Regions from separate parts of the Mus musculus genome. Here all the other regions are linked to region 4. The links are chromatin contacts, called in public HiChIP or PLAC-seq and promoter capture Hi-C maps. All regions are on one chromosome and are shown on one strand. The core of a region is the stretch at or near the end of the contact, and the rest is flanking DNA. Distances in the headings are between cores, read along the strand shown.

Evidence for each region. Promoter capture Hi-C pulls out the DNA fragments that hold promoters and counts their contacts. HiChIP or PLAC-seq counts read pairs in DNA pulled down with a chosen protein or histone mark.
Region 1: a FOXA1 HiChIP or PLAC-seq map of pancreatic cancer cells shows a contact between it and region 4. The contact joins the promoter of Sde2 here to the promoter of Cdc42bpa in region 4. A contact is called at or near these places in 1 of 39 promoter capture datasets (liver) and 1 of 115 datasets of contacts at active chromatin or transcription factors (pancreatic cancer cells).
Region 2: a contact with region 4 is called in a promoter capture Hi-C map of liver, with 7 times the contacts expected there. The contact joins the promoter of 2900024J01Rik here to the promoter of Cdc42bpa in region 4. A contact is called at or near these places in 1 of 39 promoter capture datasets (liver), 2 of 115 datasets of contacts at active chromatin or transcription factors (embryonic stem cells and pancreatic cancer cells) and 1 of 9 other capture datasets (embryonic stem cells).
Region 3: an HNF4G HiChIP or PLAC-seq map of pancreatic cancer cells shows a contact between it and region 4. The contact joins the promoter of Tmem63a here to the promoter of Cdc42bpa in region 4. A contact is called at or near these places in 1 of 115 datasets of contacts at active chromatin or transcription factors (pancreatic cancer cells) and 1 of 9 other capture datasets (adipose tissue).

What each region holds. Positions count from the first base shown.
Region 1 is chr1:180,849,852-180,855,587 of GRCm38.p6, reverse strand. Sde2 (SDE2 telomere maintenance homolog (S. pombe)) reads right to left here and starts at 4,437. Exons shown (of 7, transcript NM_145943.1): 1 at 4,296-4,437. The coding sequence starts at 4,415. It also overlaps the pseudogene Gm20305.
Region 2 is chr1:180,774,696-180,779,589 of GRCm38.p6, reverse strand. It overlaps 2900024J01Rik (a long non-coding RNA gene), which reads right to left and starts at 1,629. Exons shown (of 3, transcript XR_373751.4): 1 at 1,531-1,629.
Region 3 is chr1:180,938,349-180,943,868 of GRCm38.p6, reverse strand. It overlaps Tmem63a (transmembrane protein 63a), which reads right to left and starts at 1,351. Exons shown (of 23, transcript NM_144794.2): 1 at 1,310-1,351. It overlaps Lefty1 (left right determination factor 1), which reads right to left. Exons shown (of 4, transcript NM_010094.4): 4 at 5,468-5,520.
Region 4 is chr1:179,956,745-179,962,119 of GRCm38.p6, reverse strand. Cdc42bpa (CDC42 binding protein kinase alpha) reads right to left here and starts at 1,360. Exons shown (of 37, transcript NM_001359541.1): 1 at 833-1,360. The coding sequence starts at 1,010.

The DNA.
Region 1 (5,736 bases), core at 3,188-5,687, 890 kb before region 4:
CAGATCTAGCAAGGCAGAAGTCTCACTCATTTCTCCTGACCTCTATACACTGGGGGTCAATTTAATATCAAAACTGATCCAAAGCTTAAAATGCATATCACCCTGACGTGTGTAAGTGGGGAGAGAGGAGAAGGAAGAGTCAGGAGTACATTTTAGGTGGTTTTGTTTTGTTTTTAGTAGAGTGCTTATCTCAGTATGTTGCCTAGATTGTCTACTCAAACTTGCAAGACACCAGGATGTGCACTGCCACACTCAGTGAGAATTTCAGGTTTCACTCTAAATAAAACTACTGGCCTGGAAAGGTGACCATGCCTTTAATCCCAGAACATGGATGGCAGAGGCAGACAGATCTCTGTGAGTTCCAGGATAGCCAGGTCAATATACAGCCACAGTAGCCTTGGCCTTCCTATATCAATTAGCAATTAAGAAAACGATTCCCAGATAATCCCACAGGTCAATTTGGTAGAGACAATCCTCCAACAGAGACTCTCTTGGCTATGTCATCAAGAGAGCCTAACTATACAAAGAAGGTAATTACAAATTAATTGTAGAATAATGACAGTTCACCCACAGCAAGAGAAGGGCAGGCTGCACACAGGGCTGAAAGACAGAAGTGCTAATGTGAAGAGAAGCAATCTCTTTCCTTCTCAGTGATGGAAAGGTACAGGAGACACCACTGCAAACAAGAGATAGGGCTTCCCCAGCTGGGGACTGGGGGCATCTACACAAAATTAGGATAAAGGGTTGTTTAGTCCATGTAACTGTCTACCTTAAGTTGTAAAGATTCACCTCATATTGTTTTTAAACTAAAAACCACTTTAACATCTTTATATGTAATACATATTGTATATGAATTTTTTGTTTTGTTTTGAGACAGGGTTTCTCTTCATAGCCCTGGCTGTCCTGGAGTTCTCACTATAGACCAGGCTATCTTCAAACTCACATGCCTCTGCCTCCCTGACGCTGGTATTAAAGCGACTCACTCCAAATTTTTAAATAATTTTGAAAGACAATGTGAAAGCAGAAACTTTATTTCCAAACAAAATTGTTCAGAGAGGGGCAAAGACTGCATCAAAGCTGTACTTTAGTCAGAGAAGGGGCGCTTCTTCCAGCTGAGGAGGCACTACCAATGGACGCTCAGAAAGATGTTCAACCACCAAAGCAGCAGCCAATGATAGATATTTGTGGAGAGTGTCACACCGAAAATGAGATAAAGTCCAGGGATCCCATCAGATGCAGAGAATGTGGATACAGAATAATGTACAAGAAAAGGACTAAAAGATTGGTGGTTTTTGATGCTCGATGAAATGGGGGAGTTCAGAAGTGTCTTCATTCATACATTTGCCTTATTGATGTTTCTCTTTAATGTATAGCATTTGGCTTAGTTTACTTAATGACAACAACTGTATGCCTATGATTTCATTTAGAAATACAATTGTATTTTAATACTTTGTATAAAGGAAATTTTGGTTTAATATATGGCTTAATTTATTGTTTTTGTAATTCCTCACACAGTGAAGATTAAAAGTATCCCCCCCCCAAAAAAAAAAAAAGCTGTACTTTATTTCCTTTTTACAAAAAGATTTCCTTTTAAAATCCCTTTTCTGGCTGGAGAGATGGCTCAGTGGTTAAGAGCACCGACTGCTCTTCCAAAGGTCCTGAGTTCAAATCCCAGCAACCACATGGTGGCTCACAACCGTCCGTAACAAAAAATCTGATGTCCTTTTCTGGAGTGTCTGAAGACAGCTACAGTATACACACATATAATAAATTAATTAATTAATTAAAAAAATTTTTTAAATCCCTTTTCATTGTGTGTAAGTGTATGACATGTCTGTATATAAGTATGGGCATGTTGGTGCAGGTGCCTTCAGAGGTCAGAGTCGTCCACATCCCTGGGGACAGCTGGGGTTACAGTGGTTTGTGATCTGCCTGACACTGGTGCTAAAAGCCAAATCTGAGACCTCTGGAAGAGCAACCATTAGGCCATCACCCAACCCCTTGCTTTTCTAGTTAAGATTCCTGTCTATTGGGCTGGAGAGATGGCTCCATGGTTAAGAGCACTGACTGCTCTTCCAGAGGTCCTGAGTTCAATTCCCAGCAACCACATGGTGGCTTACAACCACTTGTAATGAGATCTGATGCCCTCTCTGCTGTGTCTGAAGAGAGCAACAGTGTACTCACATAGAATAAATAAATCTTTAAAAAAAAATCCTGTCTATTAAGTTTCTAGTAGAAAAAAGAATTTGGAAGAATTTCCTATTTTATCAAATGTGTAGATTATACATTTCCCAAATGTGTAGATTATAAATGTTCCAATACACTGTATTCACCCACACCTTTGCAGGATCAGCCTACCAGCCTAAGCACCAGAGACAACGTGCAGTCCACTAAGGTCAAATGTACTGACCCTCTGCCGTGAGGAGCTGCAAACAGAGAAACCATGGCAAATGTCTCCAGTTCCTAACAAGAAAACCAAGCATCGCTACAAGAAAAGAGGTTAAGAGAAACTTAAATGACCAACGTCAGGCTTGAACCGTTGAACACACCAGGCTCCTCTTCCCTTGGAAATACACATTTTGGATGCAGAATATTCTACTCAGGAACCCCTAATTGGAAGTTGTACACACACCTGGGCCTTCATGACAAAGGGCAGCAGAAAGTTGCTGTCTTACTGACACCTTCAGCAGCCGAATTCTTCTCATCTCCAGTTTTTAAAACCAACTTTTCCCCCAGCAAATAAGAAAGGAGTAGATTGTCAAGGTCCTTACAGCATTTTACTACTGCAGTATGTCCTTGGGAGTCTCCTATTAACTTGTAGTCACCTTTACTGATGTCTGTTAAGGCTAATGATCAACAGGGCAGAGGTCTTCCTCTCTCAGCGAGAGATAAAACTTCTTCATGGATCAGAACCGTTTTGCTTTAAAAAGTATAGCTTGAACTTGAACTATCTTGATTTTTCCTATTTCATCAAACTGTCCTTAGTAAGCTGCTTGCACTCACATTTACTGTTGTTAAGTAACAGACAGACTCAAATGCTCTCTGATAACTGCTTCTGCTTACCTGTTCTCCAAACTCAATTCTATTGGGGGTTTTTTCTGGATGTCTGGACTCCCATAGTCCATGTACAGTGCCTCTGTTAAATCTAAGGACGAGGTGATAGGAGGCTGTTTTGCTTTCAAGCAGGGTTTCACATAGTCCAGGCTGCCCCAAAACCACTATAGAGACGTGGCTAAGAACCCCCAAACCTCTCAAGTGCTGAGATTAGAGGCATACACCACCAGGCCCAGCCTTATTTCTGTGTCCTTTCAAAAAAGTGTATTTCCAACACTCCTCATTGTTAAGATTCTATTGTTTATGGATCAATTTTAAGTTTAAAAATAAAACTTGAAAATTATTCTTCAAATACATTGAAAAGTCACCTGTTTTGGAAAGTATCTGAATTCGAATGGCTAAAAAAAGGTTCTGTTTTTCTTACTAGACCGCAGAATAGAGAAGAAAACAAAGGCTAGATGTGGTGGGACACACCAATAATCCCAGCCCTCCAGTATGTTCAGAACATCCTGGGCTACAAGGAAAGACTTTCTTGTCCTTGTTTTTTAAAGGACAAAGAAATTAGAAAATCACATATTCTTCTTGGAACTCATCCAAGTCTCTTTAGGAACAGATTTGGTATTTTAACATTTGTTATGTTTCTACATAACAAGCAGAGAAAACAGACTACAACGAAGGCGCAGTCATACAGAAAAACTGTTCTATACCAAACGCCCAGATTAAAATTAGACTCAGGGAACCCAGTAAACTCTTTAGATGATTGAAGAGGTTTGAGATTTCCTAGTCAGTATAAGCCTGCTTCTTTGGGAATTAAAGCTTAAAACTTTAGAAGCACTTAACCAGGGTTTTATATCCACATGGCAGAGTCTAAAGAGGCCCAAGAATATCTGTGAGTGATTGGCTCTGTCAGGATGACTCCATATCCTTCTCTAACCGTTCTTTGGCCTGGATGGGTGTCCTGAGGGTCGGTAAGAAAGCATATTCCTATCTATAATGTGAATGTAAGAAGAGAACCTTAAAGGTATCATTTGGGGGGATAAAAGAAACAGAACGAGAGTTTGTAGTCGAGGTTGGACAAAGCGCAGTAAATGGACGGAGATTCTCTTACGACGTGGGGACAAAACAACGACTGCCATAGACTAGCAGAGGAATGTCCCCATATTAGTCAGAAACACCCAACGACGAACCCAGCCTGGCTTGGTGATCTCTTTCCCCCATTTCCCGGGAACCGCCATCCTCACCTGTTCCTGGCAGTGTCGGTAGATCACATCGCGCACGGAGCACCCAACCGAGGCACACGGCAGCGCCTTCCACACGGTACCGGGGCCGCGAACCCACGCCACCACCGCAGCCTCCGCCATTTCGTCTGGTGACGGAACCTCTGGACTGCGACAGGCACTAGGCGACACAGCCATCCGGTCGCATCTCGATGACGGAAGGCCTCGTCTTCCAGCGCCCCGCCTCCCGGGTTTCCACCACTCACCCCCGCCTTTCCGGAAGGCGGTCACGTGGCCCGGCGTCACGCGAGCTGGCGTGGGGGAGGGGGACAGGAAAGGCCTGCCTGAGGCCGATAAGACCGCGGAGCGCTGGAGCTAGGCGTTGCTAGGGGCGGTTGCTAGGGCGGGGCTCAAGGGACTGGCTATAAAGGGCGAGCTCTGGGCGCGGTTGCTGCGCTTGGGCTACAGCGCTTTGGCTGGGGGTGATAAGCTGCCCGTGGCTCCGCCCAGCGCCGCAGGCCAGCGCGCCACTCCGGTTTGTGCAGCTATTTTTGGGATTGGGAGGGCTGTGTCCCAGGCAGCCACTGCTTCCCGGTGCTGCGGGGAGAAAAACGGCTTCCTCTACCCGCGAGGCCTCCCAGTCCTAGAGAACGGCCCCCAGTGGTCCCCAAACCGCAGCCCCGGCCTGCGTAGTTCCCTAGAGGTTTATGTTCATTTCCTGAACCCCCCTTCACGTTCCTTCCATCACGTTCGGCTCGTTCCTATTTTTGCATGTTTGCGCTCTGCGCTGTCCCCGCTTCAGCTGTGTTTTCAAAATATTTCACAGCAAATGGGCCCTTGTGAACGGCAGGGGCGGGAGTGACGTTTATAGCCATACTGCTTCCAAAAACCCCCGCTGTAACGTTCTTTCTGTGCCCTGGGAACACTCGCGCAGATTTTACAGAGAACAACTTTAAGGTTCGGGTGCTGAGGGAGGCCCTTAATATTTAATATGCTGAGATGATGTTGTCTCTGAAATACTAAACAATTTAAAAGCTGCTAGCATGAAGCTGGGAGGATTATCGGGAGGATAACTCAGTCTCCTGAACACAGATGCCCTGGCCCGCAGAGCCATATTCTCGGCTGTTAAGATGCAGGCCGATGGAACTAATCGCTGAGGAGAAAGCACAAAATCTTGAAATCCTTTAACTGTGAAAATGAACAAAAATAGGACTTGCAGTTCTGTGGAGTTATAGATCTGTTGGTGCACACAGGCGGGAAAGCGGGCCTCCATGAAGATTCCAGGAGATGAAGAATAATTACACAAAGCATGTTGTGCATAGAAGCAGTATTTTATGAGTGTTGTAGTAGTAACCCAGAGGCCTACAGGCGTCTCATCCGATACGTAAGCAGGACAAACTGGGAAGCATGTGACCTTCCAGACAAACTGGGAAGCATGTGACCTTCCATCTTTTCCCATTCTGTC
Region 2 (4,894 bases), core at 380-2,879, 820 kb before region 4:
AAATAAAATAAAATAAAATGAGTTTCTGACTCCAGGGAGCTGGACTTAGAGGCGACTATAAACCACCCAATGTGAAAGCCATTGAAAAAACAGATGTCTATACCCTAGTTGTTTCAGACAGAATAAAGATTTTCAAATAACTGAGTCAATAACCTGTTTTCAATTTAAATTAGTTAAATTTAAATTTTTTAGTTCCGACTGGGATGACAGCAACTCAGGAGACTGAGGCAGGCTGATCTTTCCATCGAGGCCAGCCTGATCTACAGAGAGTTTCAAGCTAGCTACACCTACGCATACTGTACCGTCACGCACTCCATAAGCAGAGGTGGCTGGCTGGTGGTTCCTTCAGGTGTTTTCCCCTGTCTCGCATCTCGCATGGAGACCTGTCTGACCAGTATCTGTTCCGCCCTACCCTTGGATGTCCAATGTGTGCATCAAACCCAGCATGCCCCAAACTGCCGTTCTGACTCCCACACCACCGGTGGAACCAGCAGGGCCAGTCTTCATCTTTGGGAGTGAGCCTGTGAGGCTGGCTTGCTCTTTCCCAACCACCCAGTCCCAACACTAAACACGTCTACACAGCTCTGTCCTGCTCCATCCTCTTCCTGCCTCTCCTCCCGTGAGCTTCCATGGCCATCTGCCCACATGTATGTTTCAATTCTGTCTTTTTTTTTTTTTTTTCAAGTTTTGGGAAAGAGGATTTTTGTGTTTGCTTTGTAGCGATAATTTGTTTGTTTAAGTCAAGGGCTCAGTACCTGGCTAACTTTACCTATGGGAGATCCTCTTCCCTCTGCCTCCAGAGTGCTGGAATTACAAGCTTCCCACCACATCGGCTTCAATAAATATTTTCAATGAATGATGACTTTCAGGTGGGAAAACACCTCCAACCAATCTAGAACAGGCGCCCTGTCCAGAGTTGTAAAAAAAAAAAAGGGTTTGGGAACTCCAGCCACCGTACGGGGAGTGAGCCTCCTGCGGAGGCACTGGGACCTGACTATCCGCAAGATGCAGGCATGGACTGACCACACAGCGCCCAAGCGGCCGGTGGGACGCTTCCTGATCCGTCCTCTCTTGGCGACTGGGAAAGAGAGAGGTGGCTTTGGCTACAACTGCTTCTGGGCCAGGTAATTCTAGAGAAAGGAATGACGCGCACCTATGGGCACCAGCTGCAGAGTTGTTTGGGTGCTCCTAAGTGACCAAAGGTCCCCGAAGCCCGATCCGGAGGAGGAGCTACGGCCGCTGCATACGGGCGGGGTGGCCCAGGGCGTGCGCGCTCCCGAGGAATGGCAATCGGGCGTCGCGGCTCCAACGCCTAATTTACCAAGGCGAGCCCAGCCCTGCCCTACGGTGTCTGTGACCTGCCCACCGAGTGGGTCCCCAACCAATGAACCTCAGCTCTCGTGAGCCACAGCTCCATGGGTCCCAAATGTCCCTGGCTCCTGTGGGTCCCAGGCTTCCCCGTCGCCTGCCCCGGCAGACAAGGAGGGGTCATTTACCGCGAAGACGAAAATCTTTCCAGGAAGTTTGTACCTATTAATATTGCTGTTCCTGGCAGCAGCTCTCCGCGCGGGGCGGGGGCAGGGCAGACCCTGCAGCTGCTTCTACCGCCTAGTGTCCGCCTCTGGCCCGGGACAAGGAGCGGAGGGCAGCTCTAGGTCCCCACGCCTACGGCGGGGGCAGGACCTGCTCGGATGCTCAAGGCGCCAGAGCCCAGCGGCTTGCCCGCGAGCAGCGCGCGGTGGGACCCGGAAGATCCCGAGGCCAAGGCGCAAACCAAGAGCTGGGACTCGGGAGGGGGAAGGGAGAGGGAAGAGAGGGATCCTTGCATCGGTTACCAGAGGCCGCTAGGCCGCGCCGTTCCCCCAAAAGAAAGCTGGTCCCGGAAGCAGGTATGCTCCTGCAGTGGGAGACCATGAGCCTCGGGGCCCTGGAGAGGTTGGGACCCTGGTTCTGACCTTGCTATGGTTTCACAGCCGCAAGGCGCTGCAGCAGAAATTTGATATTCGAAAGCTTGTGGCCTCCTCGCCACCACCTTGCAAGACTGTCTCCAGTCACAGACACAGACATTAGAGGTCGTAGTGTTGTTTTGTTACTCAGTGCAAGGCCTGGTGTGTACAACAGGATCTCTTAGAAAGAAGCACAGCTGTTTTCCTGCAGTAGCGGCCCCGGAACCACACGACCGGCAGCTCCAGCCCCAGACCACAGCTCGCTGGATTTTCAGAAGTTCCTTGGGCCAGAAGTGCCAGCCAGATCACTCTTTCTCTCAGGTCACATATGGTACATAAATCACTTTGCAAAAGAACCTTAATTTATGACTCTTTTGGGTGTTTATGTAGATAAGCAGTAATTTAGTCATCCCTGAAGTGGTGATCCCTGGACACCTCAAGTGTTAACTGTCCAGAGTATGAATTAAAGTCCCTGTGTCACACCGTCTCTTCCTCAGAATTCTAGAGTCCTCTGCAGGGTGCTCTGGTAATCATCTTCCTCCTCCTCCTCCTCCTCCTCCTCCTCCTCCTCCTCCTCCTCCTCCTCCTCCTCCTCCTCCTTCTTCTTTCCCGAGACAGGGTTTCTCTGTGTAGCCCTGGCTGTCCTGGAATTCACCCTGTAGACCAGGCTGGCCTCGAACTCAGAAATCCGCCTGCCTCTGCCTCCCAACGTGCTGGGATTAAAGGTGTGCACCACCACTGCCCCGCTCTGTTAATCTTCTTGCTCAGGATGACCAGGCCTATTCTGTGCAGGGACTCTGTCCAGCTCTGCGTGGAGGGCAGTGCCCACAAGTCACCAGTATTGAGACACGGAAGGACAGAGGTAAAGTATTTATTTCCTAATGTCCGCCTTCCAGCCTTCAGGGTCTCTTGGAAGCTCAGGGCCCATGTGGTTCTCCCAGATGGCTTGCACTAGCTTGACAGGGGACTGTGCCAGAATCTGGCGTCTTAAGGTAGGGTTCACCAACTAAATAGTTTTCCCTTAGCCCTTCCCCTTGGGGAAGTCGGGGGTGGGGATCCTCAAAGGCAAATCCAAAATGGAGTGTGAGACCCAACAGTGGTGGCCTCTCTTCTGCCTCCTCCGGATGCCTGATGTGGAGATCTCTCCTGGGCATTTCAGCCTCTCCCTGCAGACGCCAGCAGGAGATCCATTCTGGAAGCTTAAGCCCGCAAGCAGGGCTGCCTCTTCAGCTTCCAGCCTTGTCCAAAGCACTTGGCTTCTCGTTTCCTCCATACCCAGAAGGTACCACGAGAGGGAAAAGGTCCTGTGAGACTAATGCTCTGGATTCAGCTTGGGTGGGCCAGGCAACCCATCACCTTCCCTTTGGGCTGCAGAAACCTGTGAGGTTGCCTCGGGCAGATCCCTGGAACAAAGATTGGTAGCATCAGCTGTTTTACTGCAGAGCTAGGCACACAATCCTTGCTAAAAATAAACACAAAGGAAAACCCCAAAGCAGCTAAGCCTATTTTCATACCTTTTTTTTTTTTTTTCTTGTTCACTCTCTTTTGTCTTCTTGCTACTTGGTTGCTGATTTTCTCTTAGGGCCCCATCCTGAGTGTGGTCCTGGCACTATTCCAAGTCCTGGACATGAAGTCACGGACAGAAACAGAGGGGAGAAAGGGGGAGGGATCTAAGGACCATTTCTTTGAGTGTAATTTACATTAAGTGGGATGATGGACCCCCTTCAGAGACAAGGGGGACTGGGACAGGGGAGGACCTTAGGGAGAGGACCTCCCTCCCACTGTACAGCCAGCCCTTCTATGGGGAAAGGGCAGTTTGTCATGCACCAGATGAAGGAAGGGTTAGTGGATGGTGGGGCCCCATCCCAGAGCAGAGAACAAGCCTGTTACTCTGGGCCTCTGGGGCATCACCTCATCACTTCAGGTAGGAAAGGACTCAGATGTCTGTGAGGATATCTAGACTGAAACCAGTGCCCTCTCTTCCTGGGGACTGATCTGTCTCGCGAGCGTTGGATGAGGAGGAGCACTACTGCGGTAGTGCAGATCGTCTCTGCCAGCCTCTCCCCACTTCCTGAGCAGCTGGCGGGATAGGGGTGCACCTCTGGAAGGATGCTCTGTGTTAGGAACCTTGAACCTGGCTAGGAGGCAAGCCAATCCCACCCCTGGCCAGCTGGGGGCTCCTGGTAGCGGTAGCTCCCCTCCTGCAGGGACATGCGTTCACTTTTCTTGTCTGTCTCATTACTGCCGAGCCCACAGTGCCTTGGCACCTACCCCGGGAAGGCAGAAGTGAGGTTCTTCTCCCAGTGGGTGAACAGTTAACCCCAGCAATATCCTAGGTATTCCCAGGTATTCCCAGTATTCTAGGTAATAGCTGGAAGAGCACTGGTTAGCTAGGAGTGAAATGCTCAGCCTGGGCAGGGAGCTGGCGGGCAGAACTGGTCTCTAAGGGTCACAGAGGTCTCAGTTTCCCTCTGTGTCCCCTAATCTTCCTACAGTGGGTTCTTCGGCTGCCTCCCCAGACAGAACACTGCCCCATCAATCATTACCTTTGGGTCCCCCCTCCCCCAACACCAGCTTGTTCTCTCAAGGATTCCTGTGTTATGCTATTATGATTCTCCACTTTCCTTTTATATACTTCAGGATTTATAAAACTTTGGCGTGGGGGGCTAGAAAGATGGCTCAAGGGTTAAGAGCACTGGTTGCTCTTCTAGGAGACCTGGGTGCAATTCACAGCACCAACATGGCAGCTCCCAACTCTTCAGCTCCAGCTCCATGACCTCAGGCGCCCTCTTCTGGCCTCTTCAAGTACTGCATAGAGCTAGTACACAGATGTACATGCAGGCAAAGCTCCCGTACACATACAATAAAACAATTGTTCTTTTTCCTTGTTGTTGTTGTTATTATCTTGTTTTTTAAATTTTGCATGCATGTGCATTTTTTAAAAAGAT
Region 3 (5,520 bases), core at 102-2,601, 980 kb before region 4:
GTGAGTTCTAGGCCATCCGTGGCTACATAGTAAGACCCTGCCTCAAAAGCAAAACAGAAGGCCTAAGGGCCTCCTCAACCAGGTAGCCTATTCTGCCTCATGCAGACATAAGGGCTGCTTCTCTGCCTCAATATCCCCTGTGGGCTAGAATCAGGGAAATCAAATACCGCAGAGCAAACAAGAAAGGCTTGACAAGTGAGAGGGATCAGAAGCCACAGTCCGAGACCCTCTCCTCCAGTCGGAGCAACCTGTGCCCACCCAGCAGCAGCAGAGTCAGAGGCTGCTACAGAAACATTCTCTAGGCTTTCAATGAGCCAGTCCGTTCTTGCCTTCCCAAAGGAACACGCTCTGAGAGGGCAGATGGGAGCACACCCACCAAGGGGCAGCCAAGCCAGAGAGAGAAGGCTCTGGGTGTGTGTAGGGAAGAAATCAAACAAGTCCCTAAGGGATGGAAATGCTGCTCAAAGCCAAGTGCACGCCTAGAATGTGCAAGGCAAAAGGCTGTATTCCAACCGCATCACTACGAGGAGCGAGGGGGCCTTAAAAACAGCAATTAGACACTGTGGTCTCAGGATCCCTGCCTAGGTACACACTTAGCAATAGCCACCATCCCACATCCAGTGAATATTCGTACACGCAAACGCTCAGCACTCCACCATATCATTGGCACCCCAAACTCTCAACAGGGCAGGCTCTGGGACCCAGCCAAAGCTTCAGGAGAGAAAATATGTTCCCAGGCCTTTTGCAAAAGTCCCTACAAGCTGTTGGCTCCTGTTTGGGACAGAAAGACAGCAACTCCACCTCACCCGAGGTGTCAGGTAGCCAGGCTTATCAGGTCTGGGTAAGTTGTTGTCGGATGTGGTTTCTTTGCCGTCTCAGCTCTTCCCTCCCCCTCCCGCCCTTTCCCAAGTCCCCAGTTTTCCTCCACCCGGTGCTACCCGGGCAGGAGGGAGTGGTCACCCGGACAGTACGAAGCCCGCCCAAGCCGGGTCTAGCCTCGTAAGGAATTAAAGAAAAGAGGGCTCCGACGCTGCCCTTCGGGTTAGGCGGGGAGATCCGACTCCACAAACAAACTCCAAAGCCCGCCGAGGAGGTGGAGGGAAGGATCCGCCACGCAGCCAAGAGCTGTCAGGAAGTCCCAGCGGCGCGGGGCTTGATTGGCACTCTCCAGCCACCTACCCCGCTACTGTCACCAGACAGTCCCCGGGGAAAGCGACCCGAGGCGCCCCGCCCCGCGAGGACCCGGGCCGGCGCGTCCTGGGAGGGGCTGGCCGCAACCTCCCCATCTCTGCTCCCCTTCCCACTTTACCTGCGGCGGCGGCGCGGCGCGCGCGCCCGGGGGAGTGGTCAGTCCGTACCTGGCGAGGCGGGGTGGCGTCCGCACCACTTAAAAGTTACAAAGTGAAACTCCGGCTCCTCTTGCACATGCGCAGAACTGTGTCCACGCGTTACCTAATTTGGACTCTTCGCTCGCGCCGGCCCCAGCAGGACCTCGAGCTCTGTGCGCCGGGCAGTGAACCCCAATGTGGTTCTCTAACGCTGGTCCACGCGTGGCCGTCCTCACGGAGGTCTAGGGGCGGGACCAGACCAGCTAACGCCCACAAGGCTGGGAGAGGACGTCTCCGAACTGCCTTTCCTTTGTGCCCTAGCACATCCCCACTGAGAGGGCACTGGGCCGTGCCTAGGATAGTTGCGGCGTTGGAGAGCATCTGCAAATGTTCGTGATTGAATGTCCCCAGGAAATTCTAAGCTGGCCCAGTTGGATTTCAGGGCGGGGGAACACCAGGGCGCAGTGGACCTACCCTGTTCCCAGTCCCGCCGCATAAGAGAGCCGGGACCTTGAAAGTTACAAAGCTCTGTCCTGCCCCAAATAAAGAACAACATTTCCAGCGTTCCCTAGGACCACGCGTTACTGCTCTGCCCCGGGTCACCAGCGTTGCCAACTGGGACCAAACACGCTGAGCGTCTGGTGTGTTCTGGCTGCGACTTGGAGGTTTCCAGATAACAGCGGCCTCTGGACCTGCTCTGCGCCCTCTCCCAGGACAGGACCGACGCTGGATCTTTAGGGAAATGGAGTAAGGATCCTGGAGGGGCCACTGCCTCAAACCACCCACTTGCAGGTCTCGGTTTACACAAGGAAAGGAGTGGGACCAAAGCTTGCTGCTGAGTTCTTGCCACACTGACACCGCCATGCCCGGCAAATCCTCATTCCCTAAGGCACAGTTTTGCTGCTTCTCTGACCTCACTTCCATGTTTTAGCTTTCATCTTCTACTGTAAAGATAAAAATACTCTCGCAGCCTCCCTGGTCCTGATTCTAGCCCAGCCTGCAACTATCTGAAACAGGGTGTCTCTTTCCTCTTTGGTTCTCTGTCCCTTCCCACTCCCATCCTCCAACCCCTTAAGACCTAGCTAACAGTTAATTTCCCAGAGCCATCCTCTGTCCTTGTCTTTTCTTTGTTAGGGACCCCACAACTGGCTTCTCTAGGTCCCTGGTTGTAGGCCCCCAGTCATTTATGCACTTGGCTCCTCAGATTGGCTCTGCCTGATCTTCTCCAGGCTCCCATCCCACACATCCTCATTTCTGCCTTTGTTGATCACGCTGACACCTGCCTGGCCTGTGGCCTGGGATCTAGCCCCAGTCATTAGGATAATGGCCCAGCTACCAAAGAAAAGGTTAGGGCCCTTGGTAAGGGAAGGAAAGGCTTCCCATGTCTGGTCTTCTGCAGGTTACAGTTGTCTCAAGGTCCAGAGAAGGCTGGGATGGATCAGAGTGTTTGAGTTGACAAGACCTGGGCTAGAGATGTAGCTCAAGTTGGCAGAGTGTTTGGGTAGTGTGCACGATACCTAGTGACACACAAGCCAGTCATGGTGATACAGGTCTGTACTCACCGCACTCCGGATGTGGATGGATGTGGACACAGGATGAGAAGTTCAAGGTTCAAGCTCAGGATAAAGGCGCTTACCACGAAAGCCTAACCAGCTGCGTCTCTGAGTCTCACCCACAGAACCCACTGTTGAAAGAGAGAACCAGCTCCTTAAAGTTTCCATTTGACTTCCAAAGCACTTGCTGGCTGGCACTCACACACACACACACACACACACTCACAGAAACACACACTCACATACACTCACACTCACATACTCACACACACTCACACAAACACACTCACTCACACACACTCACAGAAACACACACTCACACAAACACACTCACATACTCACACACTCACATACGCATACACACACATTCACACACACACACTCACATACACACACACTCACATACACACACACTCACACAAACACACTCACATACTCACTCACATTCACACACACACTCACAGAAACACACACTCACACAAACACACTCACATACTCACACACACTCACATACACTCACACAAACACACTCACATACTCACACACACACTCACATGCACACACACACAAACACACTCACACTCACATACACTCACACAAACACACTCACATACTCACACACACTCACATACACTCACACAAACACACTCACATACTCACATACACACTCACATGCACACACACACAAACACACTCACATTCACACACACACACACAATTTGATTTTTAAAAATATTTAACATCAGCTGAGCAGTGGTGTGCATGCCTTTAATCCCAGCACTAGGGAGGCAAAGGCAGGTAAATTTCTGTGCCTTTGAGGCCTGCCTTGTCTACAGAGTGAGTTCTAGGGCAGCTGAGGCTACACAGAGAAACCCTAGCTGGAAAAAACAAGCAAAACAAAACGAAACAAAAAACTCAAAGCCAGGCAAGGTGGGACATTACCTTTAGCCCCAGCACTTTCGAGGCAGAGACAGGCAGATCTCTGAGTTCAAGGCCAGCCTGGTCTTCAGAGTGAGTTCTAGGACAGCCAGGACTACACAAAGAAGCCCTGTCTTGAAAAAAGAAAGTTAAAGTCATCTTTGACTGCATATGGAGTTGGAGGCTATCCTAAGCTATTTAACACCTTGTTTAATAATAATAATAATAATAAATTAAATAAAAGCAGGAAGCTACATGAGACACTGTCTAAGAAAATAAATCTAGGGTGTGAGTTGAACAAGCCATAGACCTGGTTGTACTAGTCAGTGTGTAAAGTAATTATTAAATTATTGGTTTCTAAATACAATAAATAAATAAATCTAGGGTTGGAGAGATGGCTCAGTGGTTAAGAGCACTGACTGCTCTTCCAGAGGTCCTGAGTTCAATTCCCTGAAACCACATGGTGGCTCACAGCTGTCTGTGATGGGATCTGATGCCCTCTTCTGGTGTGTCTGAAGACAGCGACAGTGTACTCATATAAATACAATAAACAAATTATCGGTCTCTTGACTTTATAAGGGGAAATAAAGCTTTTTTTGTACAGGGGTTTCTTCGTAAAATAAAATAATAGAGGTTTTCTTTTAAAAAAATTATTGGTTTCTTAAACTAAAACTACAGAAGTTGGGGGTTGCTGCTGCTATTTAGGGGATCAAGACAAGAAAGATTAGGATTCAGATTAGACTAGAGGAGATGGAATTTGAAGCCAACCGCTGTGCAGACCTGTAGGGAGACTAAGAGACCCATTCCTTGGGCTGAGACTCTGGTCATGCTTGCTTCTAAAAAGCTTCTGGGGGGCTGGAGAGATGGCTCAGTGGATAAGAGCACCCGACTGTTCTTCTGAAGGTCCGGAGTTCAAATCCCAGCAACCACATGGTGGCTCACAACCATCTGACTCCCTCTTCTGGAGTGTCTGAAGACAGCTACAGTGTACTTACATATAATCAATAAATAAATCTTTAAAAAAAAAAAGCTTCTGTATACTTGGCATCCTACCATGACATAGCCAATGCTGTGAATAGCGCCCCCTATATCAGCCCAAGAAGACTGAGTTCTATCCTTCTAGAATTATGACTTTGATTTTTGATTATTTATTTATTTATTTGTTTGTTTGTTTGTTTGAAACAAGGTCTGACAGTGTAGTGCTGGGTGACTTGAAACTCCCTATGTCACAGGATGGCCTCAAACTCACAGACATCTGCTTGCCTCTGCTGGGATTAAAGGTGCACACCTCCACACCTGACATAATAAGATTTTTTTTCCTTAATGCAACGAGAATCGAAATAAAACCCTAATTGTTGGACCCAAAAAGCCAAAATCTCAACAGCCAAACATTTCTATCTCAGTTCTGAAAAGCAGACACCACCAAGTTGGCTTCTTTTATCGCTGAAACTTCGATCAAGTCTTAGCAAAATCAAGCTCTTTAGTTCTCAGTTAAGTTGATCTAACACCAGGCCTTTCTTTTTTCTGCCTCAGTTTACACAGATGTAGTTTAAATGGGGAAACAAGACAGAGGCTACACACACACACACACACACACACACACACACACACACACACACAAAACCCTGTCTTGAGAGAGAGAGAGAGAAAATAAGGAAACAAAAAAGCTACAAAACAAAGCATATTTTATTCACATCTAGCAAAGCCAGTATTGCCTAGGT
Region 4 (5,375 bases), core at 111-2,610:
AGCTCAAAATTCTAAATGGCCTAAATCCTTCCAGAGCTATGGTACCACTCTCTACCAGCCTGGGCAGTGATGGCCACTGCTGGATGTCAGACTTCCCTCACACGAGTGAGTGACATCAGAGGCTCCTGGAGTTCAGACAAGCCTTGAAGGTCACATGCAGAGTTTGCCCGCATCACTGATCTAGTCCACTACTATAGGTCACCTGGGTCACATCTAGCCAGTATAGACACAAATTCAATTTAGAATAAAATCTAAGGCAGGTGGAGCTGCCTCCAAACATCCTCCAACTACATCTTTTTACACACACACATACACATAATTTCTATTATTTCTCAGGAACCTAGTGATTTTTGGAAAGTCCATGTTTAGTACTTTCCTTTGCCAGTGCTATCCAGAGATGAGACTAAACCCCCTGATCACCACCTCCACATTCCTGTTGTCCTAAAATTAACACAGGGACTTCAGCATCTCCTCAAATCTCCTGTGATTTTCAAAGACTGGGAAGGAATGTTCCAACCAACAAATACCCTCCCACTGAACGGTTGTGACAACTGTGCTCAATAATCCAATTCTGCCAATCCCAGCCTTCCTTCTGAAGCTCCTGCTGCTGCCCGCCCCCCCCCCCCCCCAGACGCAGTGAGTTCACAAACAGCAAGGCCAAACAACCAGGCAACAACTAAGTGGCACCGCTTTGCCCTGGCAAACAGTTAAGAAAAACTAGGAGAGAGAAGTCTTGACTAATAGGCGTTTGTTCTGTTGTTAAGGCTATACACATCATTTTCACTATAGTTAATAATGCTCACGCCCAGCAACGCATTAGAAGAAAACTTACCCCATTCTAGATATTCAAGAATGTTCTTCTCTCTTCTCAATGGAGAATTATTGCATTCATCGTAAAGACAGATGAGGATGTCCAGTAGCGTCTCCACACTGAAGCACTGCCCATTGGTCTGAGCTGGCCCATCTAAAATAAACTGCTCCAACTGCCTCAAACGCACTTCTCCGGACATGTTTGCTTCGATTTCTGCTGGTTTTCTTTTAAATGCCCTTACGATGTCTACTGTTACTATCTGAACCTAAAAGTTTAAAGATGTGGTTTTTAAAAATAAACCACTTGTTATTTCAACAACTGTCATGCAATGCCGGTGCTGAATTAAACATCCAATACACCAGTCACCTCACTTAACGGAAGCGTCTCCAATTTCACCCATAAACATATATATCTTGAGGGTGAGTTTCCATAAAATATAGATTTAATATTTTAAGAGAATAATACAATTAAATTGTACATTTAAATAAAATAATAATTAAAAGTACAACGAACTAAAGAGTCAACACTCCTTAAAAAAAAAAAAAAAAACTCCTTCATTCAAAATTCAATTCGTGCAACATAATCCTGAAACGAATCCAGTTGCATCATTAATGAATAAAGTCCCCTTGGCATCAGCAATTCACTTCCCGGGAAGAAGAAAAATTGAAAAAGGAGGAGGGGGCAACGTATGGAGGGGGAGGGAAAGCCAAAAATTCTGCAAATGCTCCCAACCTCCACTCGGATAGCGCCTGGGCGAGTCCTCCGCGGCAAAGGGAGGGCAGCTGCCGGAGCAGTTCTCCCGGCTCGGCTCGGAGCACGCCGAGCCTCCGCTCCGAGCTCTTTCTTCCTAGGGCTTTGCAGCGAGTCTTGCTTCCAGCGGACTGCGGCGAGGACGCGTCATCTTCCTCCCGGCTTCTCCCGGGGCCTGGCCGGCGGCGCAGCCGGGATGAGGCGGGCTGCGGGCGGCTCTCGCGCCGGGCTCCGGGGGCGGCGGCTACTTGGCCGCGCGAGCCCGCTCCATGCCGGAGGCCGCTGGCGGGCCGCGCCGTGCCGCCGGGCGCAGCGCCCGGGCTCCCGCTCGCGCCCTGCGGCCGCCGCCGCCGCCGCCCCTCGGCGAGGGGCTGCGCTGACGAATTCAGAGGACGCGGGCGGCAGCCGCGGTTCGGGCGGCGACTCGAGTCCCTTCTTCCCAGCCTTGGGCTGAGGGCATCTTTCCCGACGGACGCAGGCGGCTGAGGCGCGGGAGGAGGGGGCGCTGCCGCCGCTGAGGAGACCTGAGGCTGCCGCAGCCCGGCTCCCAACCACTCCCTTCCTCCTCTGCCCGCCTCCCCCGCCCGCCCTCCCGCCCGCGCCGCTCGCGCCCGCGCCGCCCGCGCCCGCGCCCTAGGCTCCCCGAGGCCGCTCCCGGCGCCGCGGCGCGCAGGCGGAGGCTCGCGGACCGTCCGGATCCAAAATGGCGGCGCGCCCCGCCCCCCGACCCCGCTGGAAGCGGCGCGCTGCGGCCCAGCCGAGCCCGAGCCCCGGGGGAGGGGGATCGCCTCGGCCCGCGGCGCTGCGGCTGCCGCAGCCAGGGAAGCGGGGTCCCCCGGGGCGACTCGGGTGTGGAACGGGTTGGCTCGGTGAGGCACGGGCTGGGAACTGCGCCACGGTGCCTCGCCGCCGCCCGGGGTCCCCGCGGTGACCACCCCCCAGCCGGCCTTCTTCCTCCACTTCTGCGGAGATGCCGTCGGTCCCGCAAGGGTACCCTCGGCTTCCAACCGCTCTAAGACAAGACAGCCGCTCCAGACGCTGTTTACCTGCCCACCCTGCCCCCATTCGGCTTTCCCACGCCCCAGACTCCTAATTTCCGGTGTTCCTAATCCACAGCGTTTGTGTCACTCCCCCAGGATGGAAAAATAATAAGAGACTGGTCTGCTTCACCATCCCTGTCGTGCATGCGGGATCTCAAAGGAGAGGGATTCCCGTTTCTGTTTCCCAAAGTTTCCCCCAATGTGAAGCCTGGCATGTTTTCCTCCAGAAATATCCTAGATCATGCCTGTTATTCTTCACCCAAGGTGACAAGCTCCCCTGGGGATTCAGCTCCCGCAATCAACATAGTTCGTCACTGTCACCAAACCTACAACTCTCTGTCAGCACACTTTTCAGGTATGGGGACAGCCACTCTGCGGCCCGGTAGCAATGCAGCAAAAAGCAAGTCACTGAAGAGCCAAGGCACCTGCTGCTGGTGGGGCCCTTTCAGGGTTTTGTGGTCTTAGATTTTGAGAGAGTTCCCTCCATAATGCTCATGGAAGGTTCTACTTTTGATACAGCTAAACCGGAATATTGCGTTTCTGTTATCGCCCCCACCCCCAAGTGAGCGCCTCCTCCAAAACGTGGTTATTTTATATGCCTTCCCTACACCCGTTTTCCGTGGCAACGCATGCAATGAATCATTCTTACATCTCAGTAATGCAAAAACAGGGAGAACCAGAAACGAAGGCCTAGATAAGTCAGAAAATGACGGCTCAGGTTAAAGTTGCTGTGATTCGCAGAATATAGTGAATCTTTTCTGAAATGTATACTTTCCGAGTCTCTTCTTGCTGGCATAAGTAAGGTCTGCATTATTTTCAATGTGTTCTTGACATGTGAGTGATACTTGATAGGTTCAGACAAAAGGTTAATCATTTCCAGCCATGAAATCTTTGAGTGTGCCTGTTCCTTAATTGTACTAGTAACAAAATTATAGACGTGAAATGTGATCCTAAACTAAATAATATCATTTGACATTAGTTACTGTTGTTATTTCATTGCCATTGGTGTCTTTTTTCCCTACCATTTTAACAAAGACGTTGCATGGGAAGGGATAGTTTTATATCGTCTGTAATCATCTATGTAGGTCAAGAAATGTTCTTCAGCCTCACCAAGTTTTTAAAATGAAGTCAACACATTTTTTAACAAGTTCATTTACTCAGGAGAGTAAGTCATAAAAATGTTTTTAAAAGTTTTTTAAAAGAGCACACAGAGACCAGATGGTTCAGCAAGAAAAACCCCTGCTGCCAAGCCAGACAGCCCGAGTTCCATCCCTAGGCCCAACATGATAGAAGTAGAGAAATCAATTCTCATGCCTTGCCCTCTGATCGCCACAATCACGCAGGGATATGTGCATGCACGTATAAAAGAGGTAAAATGAATTTTTTTAAACAATTAGAAATCAGTTGTCGAGGAAGGTGAACCCTGTCGGTTCTCTTTAAATGTCTAACTAGTAATAGAAATATACGAATTGATTGCAGGTGCTATTTTTTTCCCAGGGCTTGGAAAAGAATTCAGGGTGGCAAACAGGCTGTGCCCACTGAACCGCACCCCAGTCTTAAACACAATTTTTAACAAAAGACTCAAGCTGCCTGTCCTTCTACCTATTCTAATTAGCCCTTGGGTACCACCCACAGACCAGGGTATTGAAACTTATTAAATAACCCTTTCCAAATTATTTAGAGAGGAGAGGAGAGAATTTATTTTGTTTTTTTTTTAAAGCACAAAGAGAAGGAAGAAGGTTGAACCCAATCAATTTTGCTTGAATAATTCAAGCTTAGAGACTTAATAATTAACTGAACACTAAACACATTGTGCGGGTGTTATTTTAAATGTTCTAGTTGAAGTGTGAACGTGCTTGTTAATGAAACTGAGCTTAAGCCAAAGAAAGGGGCAGGCCCAGTGGTGGTACATCCCCTGAAGTGCTACCTCAAAACCCAGGCTGTCTGGCACAGGGTGCTCTTAAGGCAAAGAGCCTGGGGAAGGTCTTTGTGAGACTCGGTCTAAGAATCAGAGGTTTAATGTATTGCACAGCAAACACCCAGTGTGGTTGAAATAATCAGAGTTTTGTGAAGATGTTGACAATGAACCCCTATCTTTCAGGAAAAATAAAAATAAAGAAGGAAGACGAGAAGGTATAATGGTAGGTTGAGAAAGGACATGTGTGGTTAAACAGCCCACAGTGTGTAAGCTTTCCAATCCACTCTCCAACTCAGGGCTAAGAATAGAAGAAGCCGTGTACCAATTAATATTTATAACAACCAGCCCTATGCTTAACTTGGTACCTCTTACTCAAGAATAAGCATAGTTACAACAATGGCAAACAGGACCTGAGGAGATAGCTCTGTAGAGAAGGTTCTTGCCATGCAAGCGGGAGGACCTGTATTCATTTCCTCTAGAAAGCACATAAGAAGTTAAGCACAAACATGAGCACTTGGAACCTCTGCACAAGGGACACAAAGTCAGACAGACCCCTGGAGCTCACTAGTTTGCCAGATTAGCCTACTGGGCAAGTCCCATATCAATGCATTCACAACCTCACACAAATGTACACCTACAAACATTATTAATTAATTAATAACAGAGTAAAAAACATAGTAGGACTTACTGTGATTCATACAGAGTTCAGGACTTACTATGATTCGTACAGAGTTCATGCATAGCAGGACTTACTCTAAAGTCAGACCTCCTTATTTGAAGGTTTTATGTCTGCAGTGTCAGCCAACCACAGATGGAAAATAGACTTACACTATATGCACTTTTTTTGAATCAACAT